2 separate regions of the Macaca mulatta genome follow, and region 2 is linked to region 1. Evidence: chromatin contacts called from public Hi-C data. All regions are on one chromosome and are shown on one strand. The core of a region is the stretch at or near the end of the contact, and the rest is flanking DNA. Distances in the headings are between cores, read along the strand shown.

What was found. A called contact is a pair of places that touch in the nucleus more often than the background predicts.
Region 2: a Hi-C map of fetal cortical plate shows a contact between it and region 1, with 5 times the contacts expected there. The contact joins the promoter of FJX1 here to the enhancer-like site in region 1. A contact is called at or near these places in 5 of 14 Hi-C or Micro-C datasets (CD4 T cells, cortical neurons, fetal cortex germinal zone and 2 more).

Annotation. Positions count from the first base shown.
Region 1 is chr14:28,790,621-28,793,777 of T2T-MMU8v2.0, forward strand. No RefSeq gene overlaps it. Among named protein-coding and RNA genes, the nearest start is that of TRAF6, 25 kb to the left of the region's middle. Within about 2 kb of position 1,436, at least 1 of the 40 cell types and tissues checked has an H3K27ac peak or open chromatin away from gene starts, as enhancers often do. A contact at or near this core is called in fetal cortical plate, where this site is marked.
Region 2 is chr14:29,660,924-29,664,080 of T2T-MMU8v2.0, forward strand. FJX1 (four-jointed box kinase 1) reads right to left here and starts at 1,471. Exons shown (of 1, transcript XM_015114526.3): 1 at 1-1,471. The coding sequence starts at 1,253.

The DNA.
Region 1 (3,157 bases), core at 186-2,685:
GTGTACAAGCCTTTGGGCTTTATGTTGTATGTTACTAACCATCTTTTAACATACTTATCTTTTGGCATCATTCTGGGACATTGCTAAATTAAAAAGAAATTGTTTCCTCTTTTTCCAGAGATGTCTAACCAAGTGATTTTTTTGCTTTTTTCATTTGTTTGTTTGTTTTGAGACAGTCTCACTGACACTCATGGCGCGACCATGGCTCACTGCAACCTCTGCCTCCCGGCTTCAAGAGATTCTTCTGCCTCAGCCTCCCAAGTAGCTGGGATTACAGGCACCTGCCATCACGCCAGCTAATGTTTTTGTATTTTTAGTAGAGACAGAGTTTTACCATATTGGCCAGGCTGGTCTGGAACTCCTGACCTCAGATGATCCACCCGCCTCAGCCTCCTGAAGTGCTGGGATTACAGGCATGAGCCACCGTGCCCAGCATCCAACCCAATGCTGGATGAAACTTGCTGTATGTCATACATTTTGCTATTGGCAAGCAAGTCTGAATGTTGATTGGAAGTTTGGTAGTTTGTTACTATCTTTTGGCAGCAAAGATTGTTTATTAGTATACTACAATGTGATTTAACTTTTATTTTGGGGATAAAGAGTAGAAAAAAGTGAAACAGAATGAAGGCAGGTGTTTTTTATCCTAATGATGAACTAATACAGAGCTATTGGACTATCTCTAGCAATTAATTTTTGTGACCCTTGTAAAATTATACAGGTCACAGTATAATTCTCCATTACTGTTTTTATACCAGTAAGTCTTAGATAAACTAACAGCATGCTTATGAATTATGTGTACAATTAGAATACATTCTTTTTACAGAGGAACAATTGCTTGGATGTACCAACACTGTTCTCTTCTGGGCTTGCTTCAAGGTCTACTCATTATTTTATATAAAATACCATTAGGCTGGGCACAGTGGCTCACACCTGTAATCCTAGCACTTCGGGAGGTGGAGGCTGGCAGATTGCTTGAGGCCAGGAGTGCAAGACCAGCCTGGCCAAAATGGTGAAGTCCCATCTCTGTAAAAATACAGAAAGTAGCCGGGTGTCATGATGCATGCCTGTTATCCCAGCTACTTGGGAGGCTGAAGCACAGGAATCACTTGAACCTAGGAAGCAGAGGTTGCAGTGAGCCAAGATCATGCCACTGCACTCCAGCCTGGGTGACAGAGTGTGACACTGTCTCACAAGACACAACCAAAACATCAGATTCTGTTTGTGATGCCTGGTTGCTTAGAACCTAAGCAGTGCAATGCCTTAAGGAAATGAAAAAGGAGCAATAAGTAGTCATTTATATTTTTATTTTGAAGTGTGCTTTTTCTAAACTCCCAGATTGACATGACGGACTGTAAGTTAGTTTCTCCATTTCTATCCTTGTGCCTGTCGAGTGTACTTGGCACTCACAAATTCCCAGTATCCAGAAAGATGATCTGATGAAATCAAATTGGATGGATCTTGGCAGACTGTGACAGTCAATTACAGCCTTCACTTTCCGTCAAAAACAGACACTTGCAAGGAGATGCCTGGTGGTTTCACTAAATGTTACTTGTGTCTGTAATATTTTAAAGCTGTTTCCCCACAGGAAATGCGGGTTACAAAATCCTGAAAAATCATTCTAGGTGGGAAAAACATTTTAGGAAATGAGAGATGTGGTGCTGCTTTTCCTCTCTGAGTGCTTTCTCAGCAGGACGCTAGCCCTGCCTTTAAGATGGGGAAGTTGGGGCATGTGCCTCTCTCTGCTCTTGATTTCTGCAGCTCTGAAGGCAGGTGTGGTCCCACTCGGACAATCGCCCAAGCAGCAGTGACCATAGTTCTAAGCAAGAGTTGACCTAGGAGAAGGTAAACTCTGTGGAATGGGGATGTGTGCTGAATCCCCTCTTCTTACCACAGTGCCTGGCACGTCGCACACACTCATATATGTAATAATGAACATTTATTGAAAGCAGCAGTTGAAGCCAACCAATTTCTGGTACCTTAGTTGTCATGTAAATTTTAGATGGTAAGGCGTAGATATTACTCTTTTTGCTTTTTTTCTTCAGCATTTTGTGAAATTTCCCAAACGCAGAAATGTTGAAAGACTTGTATAGTGAACATATACCACCTAGAATCTGCAGGAGTATTATGTTACATTTGCTTTATCACTTGATAGATGTTACTTTTAATGAGACTTCAAGTTTGGTGTCTCTAAAAACATTCTAAAATAATTGAACAACTTTAATCAATTTGTCTTCAGTTCTTTGGGGGGACTTGGGACATTTGCTTTGTAACTAGAATGTAGCCCTCACTTTAAGCTAATTTTAAACTTTGTAAATTTGTTATGCTGAATTTTAGGGGTTTTTTTGGTTTTTTTTTGTTTTGTTTTGTTTTGTTTGCCTGAAGGGGTTTTTGGTTTTGTTTTTGTTTTTGTTTTGTAATGGATTTATTTGAAGGTCCTTGATAAATTGTGCAGAATATTCTCGTGTTATTTTTGCACTTGATAAGTTATCTAATTTCTGTGGTGAGAATGTAATGTGGGGCCTATTTTGCTTCTACAAGCTTCCAGAATTATGTTCTCAGAGGGATGAAGAGGTATAATTTAGCATATAGATCACGAAATTAGCAGCTGAGACAAATTTTCTCCCCACTGACAAAACCAGTCAGTTTTGTCTTCGTGTCCTTTTCCCTGTAAAGTGGAAACTAGAATTTGATATTTAGATATTAAATAATGGGTAACATTCATTAATGTGTGGATCTTTTAAGAAAGGCACTGTGAATCCAGGGAGCTTCTCATAATTCTATAAACTTTATGACAAGCTGTGGAATGAAATCCGACTTTTGAAAACTGAAACACATCCAATGGTCTTATCACAAAGCCTGCTGTTCCTCAGAACTTGCTATTGCCATGGAATTTGTAAGCAGTTATCCTAATCCATCTGGACTCTGAAAATACGTCCTTTACCAGAGGGAGTGAATGCAAAGATAAGGGTGGGGAAACACTAATCATGAAAAGAATGAAAATCAGTGTTCAGTTTTAAGAGCAGGTTGTATTGAAGGAAGGGATTAAAGAAATTATCCAGATTCGGGGCAGCACGTCTTCCACCGCTCCCTGCACCATCAGCATGCACAGAACGCATAAAACGAGCCCTGCTTCTAATGGTAGTGAAACCTCAGATGG
Region 2 (3,157 bases), core at 221-2,720, 870 kb after region 1:
TCGAGGCGGCGCTGTAGCAGCTGAGCGTGGGGGTCGGCGAGCGCGGCCAGCTCGGGGAAGCGAGGCTCGTGGCGCCGGTAGAGGCGCAGCAGCCGGGCCGCGGCGTCCTGTCCGCGGTGCAGCTCCAGGACGCGCCGCGCGGTCCGCTCGCGGAACACGCACACTGACTGCAACAGCGGCTCGTTGTACTTGTCCCACATGCCTGCCACCCGGTAGCCGTGCACCAAGCCCGCCTCGTTGTCCAGAAAGACCAGCGCCCCGCCGGGACCGCGGTGCAGGTTGCTGGTGGCGCGCTGCATGACGCGCGGGTCCCACTGCAGGCTGAAGAGGTTGCTTACGAGCCGGTCGAAGTTGGCTGTCAGGTAGTCGAAGAGGATTAAGTCGGTCCATTGTACTAGGTCCACGAGCTCCGCCTGGCTGAGGTTGGCCAGCTCACCCCCGGCGTCCCGGAGGGGGCGCAGACGGCCGTCCTCCGAGCGCCAAGGCGCGGGCACCACCACGTCCGTGAGGTTGGGCAGCCAGCGCGTCAGGCTCACCACGCTGCCCTCGGTCCAGTGCGCAGCGCGCAGCTCCTCCTGCACCTGCGCCCACTGCGCGCCCCGAGCCTCCACCCGGGCCAGTGCCAGCGGCGGCACGTGGCGTTGGAGGCCCAGCAGGCGCGCCAGGTAGTAGGACAGGGCCTCGCCCTGAATCTGCTCCGGGTTGATGCCGTAGCGCACGCAGGCGCGGGTGCCGTCGGCAAAGCGGGCCAGTCGGTTGGAGCTGCGCCCGCAACCCCCGCGCTCCAGGGACACCACCCGGGCGCCGCGAGCCACCTCCAGCCACGCCGCCGCCTGGGCCTCCGAAAAGCCCCGGGGCACCTGCTCCTCCAGGCCGCGGCTCCAGAAGACGCCCCCGTGCACCGCGGCGCTCTCCTCCGGCCGGGGCTGCCCGGCAGGCACGTGCCACCTGCGCTCGCCCGGAGACTGCCGGGGCGGGCCGTCCGCGCCGGCCGCCAGGGTGAGCAGCGCCCGGAAAGTTTTCAGGGAGCCGCCGCGGGAGTCCCACGCCAGGGGCGGGGGCAGAGGGAAGCGAGGCGCGGGCGCGGGGCCGCCGCTCCGGGCCGGGCGCCGTGGGAGTCTGTCTTCGGGCGGCCGGGAGGCGGGCAGCTCGGCCCTCGGCGGCAGGAGCCCTCCCCACAGCACCAGCAGCGATCCCAGCGCCAGCAGCCAGAGCCCCGCGGTGGCGGCGGCGCCCCGCATCCTCCTGCCCATGCTCCCGCGACTGTGCCGGTGCGCCGCCACCGCTTCAAGCCGAGCCCAGGCACCCGGGTCCCGGCGGCGAGGCGGGCCCGGCAGTTGGTGGGCCCCGGGGCTTCGGGCGCTTCGGCCCCATCGCGGCCGCGGGGCGCTGCGGGGCTCTGTCCGGCGCTCCGCCCGGCGCTGGGAACTCGCGTCGCCGCCGCTTCCCAGCTGCTTTTGTATTTCGCTGTGAGACCCTCCGGTGGGCGCGATTCACAGGCGCCCGGACCACGTGGGAGCGAGGGGGATCCCCCTCCCCCTCCTCCGCCGCCGCTCCCCGCCCCCCGCTCCCCCGCCCCCTTCCCCTCCTCTTCCCCTTAAAGCGGCGATGGCTTCTTCCGAGAGGGAGAGGCGGCCGCACACTCGGTCGGGGACTTAGGGGCCTGGAGGAAGCCGGACTGGCTGCGCCCGCGCCAGAGCGTAGGAGGGGGTGGCGCAGAGCTGGAGTCTGGGGCCTGGCGGGAGGGACGCGCCCTGGGCCCTCGTGGGGGTGTCGTGGTCGCCTGGTCCCTTCGCCTAGGCAGCACCGGGTCTCCTGCAAACTTCAGACAAATTTCCACCGCTCTCCGAGCTCCGCCAGGCTAGGATCAGGCAGAGTCCCTTTGCTTTCTCAGTGTCTGTCCGGGTGATTCACGCTGCTTTATGTAAATCCCTGGGAATGTCTCTGAGCCACAGAGGATGTGATTCCAGCGGAAAGAGGAACCCTTTGTAGCCAACAACTTTGAACCGACACCCCCTTTTCTGAGCACGTACACCAGCACCAATCACTATTGGCCCTCTGCCTTTCCCAAGGGACTCCCAGGGCATGAAGCCTCGCTGTGCACGTGCCCTTGAACACCTAGGCCATCTCCCATTCATTCGTGCATCCGTTCAACACAGCGATTGCCCCTCGGTTCTGGTTTTGCTCACCAGCAGCAAAATCCACAGATCCCGGTCCCATGCTGCTGGAGTTTACATTCCAGTGGGACTCTCAGGTTGCTAAGAGAGATTATAGCCATCCAACCTCGTGCTGGGGAGAGGGGAGTCAGGGACAACTTTTCGAAGGAAATGATACCGTTTTGTCCATGAGGAAACTGAGGCACGGAGAAGGAATGGGTGTTGCTCAGGATTGCACAGTTAGCAAGTGGTGAAACTAAAAGTCAAACTCAGGTCTCTTGGCTGCATGTGCTTGATTTTCCCTCCATCAAGAAAGATCAGTATTTTTAAAAAAATCAAGTCAGCATTCTCAAGTTTGAAATTCACTGTCATTTGACCACTTTGTTCCCCAAATGTGATTTTTCAATTAAAAGGAGTTTTCAAATGAACAGGAAAAAAAAGAAAAAAAAAGAAAACTTCCATCCCATACTGCATTTGATTTACTGCTTTTATGGTTTAAGGGAAAAACAAATGGTGGTGGGGGGAGGGTGGGCGGGGAGGTGGTGAAGGAGCAAACAAAACAAAATGAACAACCTCTCCACCCCAACACATCTTCCAGTCACCTCTGGGTTACATTTACTAGGAAAACTCTTGGATGCCAGTCAGCCCTCTCCCTTACCTCTCTGCCTCAGAATGAGTCCCAGATCCACACTGAGATACCCAGGGTAGACACAAGTTCAGGGGCGTGGTGGAATCCACCTCCCAAAGGCCAGAGTTTGAAATCTGTTTCCTTACATGGTGTATCTTTTCTCTCCTTTCATCTCCCCATCAGGTGCATATGAAGGTTTTCAACTGGACTGCCTCATCAACTGGCACTGATTATGTTTTTTTTCTCCAAAGAAAAAACGTTCTAGGGTGATAGAGCAGACACTCTTATGTTTATGGCTGAACAGAGGCATCAAAAAACCACATTTGGAGTATTCCAGCACTGACCCAGGATACGGTCAAGTGTTTTCACTGGT